Regions from separate parts of the Danio rerio genome. Here region 2 is linked to region 1. The links are chromatin contacts, called in public HiCAR-type maps. All regions are on one chromosome and are shown on one strand. The core of a region is the stretch at or near the end of the contact, and the rest is flanking DNA. Distances in the headings are between cores, read along the strand shown.

Region 1 (4,852 bases), core at 1,555-4,054:
CTTAACATGGACATCAGGGACAGAGAGCTCCAAACATACGTGGTTAAACGTGTTGCCACATTGAAGCAGGCTTTGTTAGAACTACTTTTGTGAAGTATTTGCATTCTGTGTTTAAACAAAGCCTATAGAACACTCAAGACGTGTCACTCGTGTAATCTTGAATAGGGAAAAGTGTAACAGTTAAAATGGTGATTGAAGCCCTGTCTGCTAGTACAGGAGCCAATCATTGATTGATATAGACTGGTGATTCTAAGGGGGGAAAGCTCAGACCAGACGTGTGCTTTTATGAAAGTTTGGTGGTCAGCAAATGCACTGGAATCTCAGCGAATACTTGCTTCACAGACATAAGTAAATAAATATATCCACATAAAGCTTGAAATCTGTACTTTTAAAAGAACCAAGTGCACTTCAAAGCAAAAGTTTTCTGGTTTTGTAGTCTGTATGAAACGAACGTGAGGTACAGTACGTCCTGTCAAACGCACATCACATGACATCAATTACTTAAACGGCCACAAACTTGTAAACAAACAGTCGCTTTCGTTTTTGGAGGAGATTCGCCATCAAGACCAAGTTGGGAATTACCTCAGATAAGCAGCGCAGCCAGACAAAAGCATTATCCATAGGATGATAATGTGTAGAACGGCCATAAATGAGGTTGGTGTTGTGATCTCGTTCATTTAGAGTGCGCATCCTCAGAAACCCTGAAAATATGCAGATTTTGTTTTATTCAGACATTTAGAAATGAAATTTATGCCGAAGATGACCGCAGAGTGAAATGAATTGCCTTGAAGGGACTATAAAGTGTTTAAATCCAGTATTTTCTGTAACTGAAAGTGGCTGGTTATCAATGCTGTTAAAGTTCATTATCTTCATGGCTGAATTTATAGCTTTCTTGCTGCATTTTTGCACTGGCTTGTTCTTAAGGGCCAGGTTTGTGGTATCCTTTGGCAAATATATCTCTATCTGCAGTTTTTGGTTCAGTTTTCTATAGTAAATTGCTTTTTTTCAATGTTCCTCAAGATGATAAAATAGTTCCTCTGGTCATGATATATCTGTGGTGCTAACATACAGTGCTCAGCATAACTGAGTACACCCCATTTTGAAAATGAATATTTGTATTCAGATACAAGATAATACAATTAAATTCATGCAAAATGTTGAAAAAAAAATACAACCTACAAAAATGTAACTATGTTTTTAATTTTTGTGCTTCTCTTGATTTTTCTTCTTTTATAAAATTTGGATTTTAATATTTTTCTATAACATGTTAATTTGGGTGTACTAGTTTTTGGACCGTCATCGTAAATTATTTTGTTAGGTAAGCTCCAGATTTGGCTTCAGTACTCACTAATCTAATGTATATGCATGCACCAATGTAATATTTTATAGCTTCCTATTCAAAATATTATTTTAAAAGAGATTTGTGAGGGATGTACTTATATATGCTGAGCACTGTATGTCCTTGATCGTTATGTGATTAACTTGCGATTGTTTCATAATACCAGACAAATATTAATTACTACTAATGGTGTCATTGAATATAATTATCAGCTTAAACTGTTCGATGGCCAATTGATTGGAACATCGGTTATAAAGTGTGTTGTAGCTATGTGGGTCCTAACTTTTTCCCTGTTCCTGAATACCAAAATCTCATGTTATAAGGATGAAATCAGCAAATGATAGACTTAGACACTCTGTCAGAGTACTTAAATGTTTTTGAATAAAGAAAAATTAACCAGTTGTAGAAAACAAGCAGAGACGGTACACACTGCAGCACTTTATTTAAAATGCAGGCAAGAAGGAGCTATGAGGTTTTGCCAACAGTTTCAGGATCCAATGGAGTTACGAAATTTAGTCACATGCTCTTATAAAATACTTTTCATTGGTTAAATATTTGTATAAAACACAGGCTTGCGTAAAGAGTGAGCAGTAGCATTGATTTATGAAAAATAAATAAAAATGTCAAGAAATGGAGAAATATTAGTGAACGTGAATACCCGACGAAATGTCAGATCGATGAAATGGATGTGAGAAACTACTGTATAACAGATAGAGGACGTTCAGAAGAGTGAGAGAGGGGAGTCACGAAGGACATGGACAGCAAACGAGTGCAACTTAACCAGAGAAGAGATACAGAAACAGAAACAGAATGATACAAATACAGAGCGAATGAGAGACCGGAGTGAAAGAGAAAAAGCAACAGAATTGTAGAGAACAGAGAGTGATAACCCTGGCTCCTCTTCCATGACTGAGGAGGGAGCGGCCTCTGTGGGCTCCTGCTGTAACCATAGAAACGGTTGGAAGAGGAAGAGGAAGTGGCAGAAAATAGAAATGTGGCTTTGCTGAGCCCTGCAGTCCTGCAGCAGCGCTCTCCTCCCCGCACCAGAGAGAGAGAGAGAGAGAACGGATGAAACGAGGGACCGAGAACAGGCTAAATAATTGGAGGAAAGTAGGAGAGAGCGAAAAGTGAGAATTATAGTAGTTTAAGTCAAGAGAAGAGAAAAGAAATAAGATGAGACAAGCAAAGAAAAGAGACTAGAATAGAAATTACAAGGGTAAATGAGACAAGGTGAGTAGAAATGAGATGAGAACAGATAAAAAAAATAAACTAGAGTAGGGGAGGTGAAAGGTGGAGAGACTCGTGTTCGCAAACATATGATGGGAGAATAAAAAAGAAAGAGTAAAACAGACAGAGAGAGTGAAGGAGAAAGGAGTAATTGCAATGACCCTGGAGAAAACAGAGGAGAGGAAGAGGAGTGAATGTAGAGGAGACAGAAAGAGAGAGAGAGAGAGAGGGAGGGAGGGTGGAACGTTCCAGAGAAAGAAGGAGAAGAGCGAGTACACAGTGCAACCAAGAGGGAAAAGAGGGAAGGAGATAGTGAAGGACTGAGAAATGTTCAGGTTCTGGCTTTCTGAAATATAGAATTAAACATTGGTTCACCTTTGACCTGTGTGGCAATAATAATAGATAACATACTAATGAAAATGATCAGATAGAAAAAAAAAAAACAAGCAAACGTACAGTAATGAAGCTGACACATTTTCAGATGTACTTAAATAGTGGATTCTCTAACGGTCTTGCTTACAAATATATAGCATCATTTTAATACAACTGTTAGTCATGTTTGATACACTGTTGACCAAAAGATGTATATTTTAAAAGGACTGTGTTGTTCACAAATGCTTTGATTTGACAAAGAAACAATAAAGTTGTGAAGTATTGATCAATTTGAAAAACATGTTTGTTTTAAAGCTAGACTTTTGGCAGTCATTATTCCAGTTCTTGGTGTCACACTTTCTTTCTGGAATCATTTTTATATGCTGGTTTGTTTCTGAAGAAACAGGAACTCTTTTAGTTGCTGTTAGAAAGAGTTGTGCTGCTTGAAAGGTTTGTTCACCAGCAGTGGCAATGCTGATAAGGATCAAACTTCACCAATTGACAAAAGGGAAAATCTTGAGAAAAAATAGGCTCAGTTGGACACAACCAGATCTTCTCTGGCCAAACTTGTGCAAAGCTGCAGTCTAGGTGCCAAAGGCTGAACCTCAGTTGTGAAGGTGTGAGTAAGTCACCAGCGAGTGTTCAGACTGGCCCGAGGGATCAATGTGGAGACTCGTCTGTCACTGGTTTTTCAGGAATCAGTCTCACGCCTCCATGGCCACCACAGCATCTGCTCAGGATACGGGCCAGGTCCAAGATTATGGAGACCTCAGGATAAGGAGTAACAGACTAACATAAGAATAGATGCCGTTCAAATTATAATGTCTTTTTGGGAAGTGTTCCTGGCACATGTTGCCTTTATTCGTGCAGCCTAACAATCCTTTTGAGGATTTAGATTTCCAAAGCATTTGTGTTTTATGTGTATGTAAGTGCAAAGAGATGTGTCTTTAGTCTAAATTTAAACTGACAGAGTGTGTCTGCCTTCTGAACTGGGCTAGTAAGGCTGTTCCAGAGTTTAGGTGCCAGATATGAGAAAGATCTACCAACTACAATCGATTTTGATGTTCTAAGAATGATCATTCTAGGATTGTCCAGAATTGAATAAGCATAATGAACGCGTGGGGCTGAGCCTCATGTTGTCCCAACCTTCTAAAACTTTCATTAATCTTAAGAACCCAAATAAAAATATTTAAGATGAAATCCGAGAGCTCCCTCATCCCCAAAGCAAATGTCCTGAGATTTTTAACATCCAGAAAATTAACAAAAACCTGGTCAAAACAGACCATGTGAAAAGTGGTTCAACTGAAATCATACAAAGCTCCAAGACAAGAAAACTGTAAAAACAACTTTGTTCACCAATGTCTTCTCTTCCACCCAAAGTAACTGTTAAACCTGACCTGATGTGGAAAATAGAGATTTAGAGATAGAGATAGAGATTTTTTTTCGGTGTTTTTGGGACACAAATGTGTTTTGGAGTTTTGTATGATTACAATTGAACCACTGAAGTCTTGTCAAACAGAATGTTTAGACAATGTTTTGATTCATTTTCCCTCCTTGACTTTAAATATCTCAATATAGTTTCTAGTAATTTCCTTTTAAATATCTAAATTTGTATTGTGATGACAAATGGAGGTGGAAAATTAGTATTTTTGGGTGAGGCGACGTGGTGGCACAGTAGGTAGTGCTGTCGCCTCACAGCAAGAAAGTCGCTGGTTCGAGCCTCGGCTGGGTCAGTTGGCATTTCTGTGTGGAGTTTGCATGTTCTCCCTGTGTTAGAGTGGGTTTCCTCTGGGTGCTCCGGTTTCTACCACAAGTACAAAGACCTGTAGTACAGGTAAATTGGGTAAGCTAAAATTGGCCGCAGTGTACAGTATGTGTGTGAATGAGAGTGTATGGGTATTTCCCAGTGATGGA
Region 2 (4,852 bases), core at 1,294-3,793, 160 kb before region 1:
TATCTGCATAAAAACTTAAGAATTGTGCTGTTTTGTCTCATTTGAAATAAGTAGTTTGAATAAAGAGCAAACTTCCTTTTTTCAAGTGTTCGATCCAAATTGTGTCGTTATGGTGACTGTCGCTTTAAATTCAAATGAAATTTTGCTCACTGCCCTCTTTCCTAAAGAAGGCAGAGCTACAAACACCTTTGCATCACCATAGTGGCAGATTCAAAACAAGACTAATGTTATATCTGTGAAAAATATTAACATGTCAAAAAGAAATAGCTCTGAAGAAGGTAGTTTATGGAAACTACTGTGTTTATTTGTGCATCTTAAAGGGGGTCGCACCGTATGCGCAGCAACATGGCGTGCACATGACAGTTGGAATTATCGCACACCAGACAAGCACATTCATTCATTCATTCTTTCATTTTCTTGTCGGCTTAGTCCCTTTATTAATCCGGGGTCGCCACAGCGGAATGACTTTCCGTTCCATGTCTTTGGTCTGTGGGGGAAACTGAGCCGAGGCTCGAACCAGCGACCTTTATGCTGTGAGGAGACAGCACTACCTACTGCGCCATTGCTTCGCCTCCTAGCACATTCAAATGTTATTTAATATGAAACTATTTGAATGGTGCTCTGAGACATGGCAGAAATATGAACAGTGTCCTGAGTCGTAGCTGGGCGCTGCAGACAGCCGCTGACTTGCGGCGCCGGTGTGTGTACCCTAATAGAAATCTATGTGTAGAATTCTAAAATGCATGGCGCATTGACAGAGCAACGCATCTGGTGTGCGACCACCTTAAAATCCTACATTTATAATGCCTCTTAGTCACTGACATTATCTTCAGCAGATATGGTGCAAAAACCCTAATATCGAAAGGCTGCTTCTCACTCAGAGCTTTTAATGCTAATGAGGGAGTGATCATCACTAATGGAAGGGGTTTCACTCTGATCACACGTACAAAGGGAGAAATGTCTGTCAAATTGTTTCTGCAGACAAATTTTATCTAGTGAGATTATAGAAAATAGAATTAATTAATCTCTACCATTAGAGGCTGGCTATATTCACATACTTTTGCCACACAACACCCATATAAAAGTGTTTTTGCATAATAGGTCTAGTGATGGGTCGTTCATGAACGATTCGTTCATTTTGAACGAATCTACAATATGATATCCGATTCAATCCAGATGGATGGGGCAACCATTACTGCATCCAAAATGGTGAAAAGCCTTGGAGTAACGATTGATGACTGACTAAACTTCTCTGACCACATTTCTAGAACTGCTCAATCTTGCAGATTCGCACTCTATAACATCAGAAAGGTCTAACCCTTCCTATCTGAACATGCAGCTCAACTCCTTGTTCAAGCTCTTGTTCTCTCCAGACTGGATTACTGCAACTCTCTACTAGCGGGGCTTTCAGCTAACTCTATCAAACCTGTTCAGCTGCTCCAGAACGCAGCAGCACGAGTGGTCTTTAATGAACCTAAAAGAGCACATGTCACTCCGCTACTCACCCGTTTGCACTGGCTGCCAGTTGCTGCTTGCATCAAATTCAAAGCTCTGATTCAAAGCTCTTATGAACTCCCTAACTGCATCAGAATGGCAGAGTCACTCGCTGTCTTCAAGAAAGGACTAAAAACTCAACTATTTTGTCTACACTTACCTTCCTAATCTGCAATTGCCTCTCTGGCTATCCCACTAACTGTACTAAATAAAAAAAAAAACCACATTACTAATGCTTTCCTTAGACTTTACACACCTGAAACTTGCCTACAGCACTTAATCATTGTTGCTCTTATAGTTGTGTAAATTGCTTCCTTGTCCTTATTTGTAAGTCGCTTTGGATAAAAGCGTCTGCTAAATGACTAAATGTTAATGTAAAATGATCTGAACTTCCCATCACTAAATAGGTTCCCTTTAAATTGTGTTGTTTCAGCTCATTTTAAATAAGTAGTTTGAACAAACAGCAAATGCCAATGTTTAAGTGCAGAATATTAGCTCTGAATTATGACGCCAAAGACACAAGTAACACTGATGAAAAGTCAGCTTTGACATCTCAGGGATAAATTCCATTTTTAAATATTGTAAAAAAGAAAACTTTTATTCTGAGTTGTAATGTGTAATATGTATGATATAGACTAAAATAATAGCCTTGTTCACTCTAAAGTCATCATCCGTGAGTTTACAGCTTATAAAAACAATAGTACACCTTTTCCAATAAGCGAAAGACTAGTTGATTCAAAAATTAGGTCAAACAGCAGAGTCCGTCTTGGATGTGGTGGAGAATGAACATGACTTCCATGAAATGTTCCAGAGCAGTTTCAGGAGAAAGTTCTGAAAAAAAGCATATTACTCAGAACAGCATTATGAAGCTCTGTGCAAGTTTATGCATGTATGTTAGTGTGTTTGTGCCTTTTGTATACATGTATCTGCTTGTGTTTGCACTGTGTGCTGTACAGCTCCTCCGGTCCTCGGCTCACAGGGTGTGGGTGAGCTGTTTGAACTCGGTGGTTAAGCTGGTAGACTGAGATGAATGCAAGAGGAGCTCAGTCTCCTCTTTGAAGTTTGACACGGGGGGGTTTTCCCCTCCCACCAGGAGGGGCTTCAGCCGAGAAAGAAGGAGAGAGAAAAACTTTACTCTTGTTTTTTGTGAGAAACACTAGAGGTCCAGCTTGACTCTCAAATTGTCAGAAGACTTCTGTGTGTTTTAATTACTTTCTCAGAGAGTAGCTGCGCTGCTAAGCTACACTTTTCCCTCGGTATCAGGAAACTTTTCAAAGCCGAATACTGAAAAGCTGTTTTTATTATTGTGTCAAATATTTTATGTCGTTATTTTTTGCTTTACATGGTGTATAGTGTTATTTGTGCAAAATAAGACAATGGAATAATATAGCAGGGAAAGTACCTTTTAAAGAAATTAGCACATTACTTGTAGACCTCCCACTCTTTCTGTCTGTCACACACACACACACACACACACACACACACACACACACACACACACACACACACACACACACACACACAAAGACGTAAGCAAGCTGCGTCGTGTCTGAGAGAAAGCTAAAAGAGAGGCCTGCCCAGGTGTGCAGCAGGAACTGAAGAGGATACAGGTACGAGCAAGCCCTCGACGGATCTAGCAACAGATTCAGGGACTCTGCTCTGGCTTGTTATCCCTCATCTGTCTCTCTCTCTAAAACACAGTTATATCTGTTAGACACAGTCAAAATTTAACCTTTAGCCACATATTTGTCGATGGCTGGTGGTTTCAAAAAAATGATTATTAATGATTATGATTTTATTATAGGCAGAACAAATTGGAAAACACATCTAAAACAAATCTAAATGGCATATTATTATTATCAGTATTTTATTTTTTTCTACATTAACATTCTCATACTCATACCTATACCCTTAATAGACTTGGAAAGAGGTTTGGTGCACGTGTTTGGTGCAAAATTTATCGTGAAACTGTGGTATTCTGAGAGACTGAAAACAATGTTATCATGAGCTGCTCAAGAAAATTTCACAGTCAATTACAATTAATGATGCATTTGTGATTTAATAATGAGGTCACACATTGCAACAAGGTTTCTTTAGCCAATGCATTTAATAACACGAACTACAGGGTTTCTGCAGGTTTCATCAAGTCAAATTTAAAACTTTAAGACCCTTTTAAGTCCATTAAAAATTTAATTTTAGACTTATACAGGGACTTTAAGATTAAGGATTTTTTTCTAATGAACCGCTATTATCATGTGTAATTGTTTTTAGTTGTTTTTCCCTGATTAGGGAATTTAATTTGGGGAATTTGCTGTAAAAATGTCTAACAGCCGTTGTGAATTGTATCTTTTTGCAATAAAAAAAACTTATTTATAAAAAAAAAATAAGGTTTTATTGTGATGTATTTTTGGTCATTGGATGGATGTCGGCCCGATTGAGTAGCTTTACTTGGACAAAGCAAAATTAGGACCTGTTTAAAATCAATTAAGACCAACAACACAATATTTCAGTGAATTTAAGACTTTTTAGGGGCTCAAATTTAGTTTTACAAATTTAAGACATTTTAAGACTCAGTGGTTATTACACTGTAATAATAAACAACCGTTGTACTGCATTTATTAATCATAGTTCAGCATTTACTAATGCATTTTTAAAAATACTCATTTATGATCTTTAGCATGCAGCTGGACTTTTTACACAGTTTTATTGATTTTAGGTATACCTAATGGATGCATTTTTTCAGTTAATAAGAAATTGTATAATATATTAACCTTTGCCACCAAAAATGTTTTACTCTCAATGAGCACCTTGATCTTATGAGGAAACAAAAGTATTTTTCATTTTGTCAGATTAGTGGCTAATTCGTACGAATTCGTACAAGTTCAGTAGTACGAAAATGTACAATTTTAAAAAGGAGGTGTAAATGTCATTGGGTGATGAGCAAATCGTACTGAATAGTACGAATTAGATTGTACGAATTCATACGAATTAGCCACTAAATCAAAAAGAAAAAAAATTGCTGTGAGATTGCATTGGCATTAGTGATAAATCTCCATCATTTAAAGGTTTGAGATAATTCCCCTGGAACATCTTACCCATGCCTTACACAAATGAAACTGAATTTTTTTTTCAAAGTTTGACTCCATATTTGAATATTTGCAACCTAGTCTTTCCCCTATCATGGTAAAATGAATATTGTAACTGTATTATTATCTAAAAAATAAGCAGTGTTTTTAGCCCTTTTTCGGATCTTTTGCATTTTGGGTAGTCCTGTTTTATATGTAAAACAGAACTTTTTTTCTTTTCTTTTGTTTCTCTCCATTGTTTTGTGTTGATATTTTTCTTTGTGTGTCTTTTG

The links. HiCAR-type assays count read pairs that join an accessible place to other places.
Region 2: a HiCAR-type map of caudal fin shows a contact between it and region 1, with 4 times the contacts expected there. The contact joins two enhancer-like sites. A contact is called at or near these places in 1 of 18 Hi-C or Micro-C datasets (caudal fin) and 1 of 4 datasets of contacts at active chromatin or transcription factors (caudal fin).

The regions. Positions count from the first base shown.
Region 1 is chr5:33,231,178-33,236,029 of GRCz12tu, reverse strand. LOC141385835 (a long non-coding RNA gene) reads left to right here. Exons shown (of 3, transcript XR_012406916.1): 3 at 1-1,745. Among named protein-coding and RNA genes, the nearest start is that of ntmt1, 110 kb to the right of the region's middle. Within about 2 kb of position 2,804, at least 43 of the 62 cell types and tissues checked have an H3K27ac peak or open chromatin away from gene starts, as enhancers often do. A contact at or near this core is called in caudal fin, where this site is marked.
Region 2 is chr5:33,389,377-33,394,228 of GRCz12tu, reverse strand. No RefSeq gene overlaps it. Among named protein-coding and RNA genes, the nearest start is that of ier5l, 20 kb to the left of the region's middle. Within about 2 kb of position 2,543, at least 21 of the 62 cell types and tissues checked have an H3K27ac peak or open chromatin away from gene starts, as enhancers often do. A contact at or near this core is called in caudal fin, where this site is marked.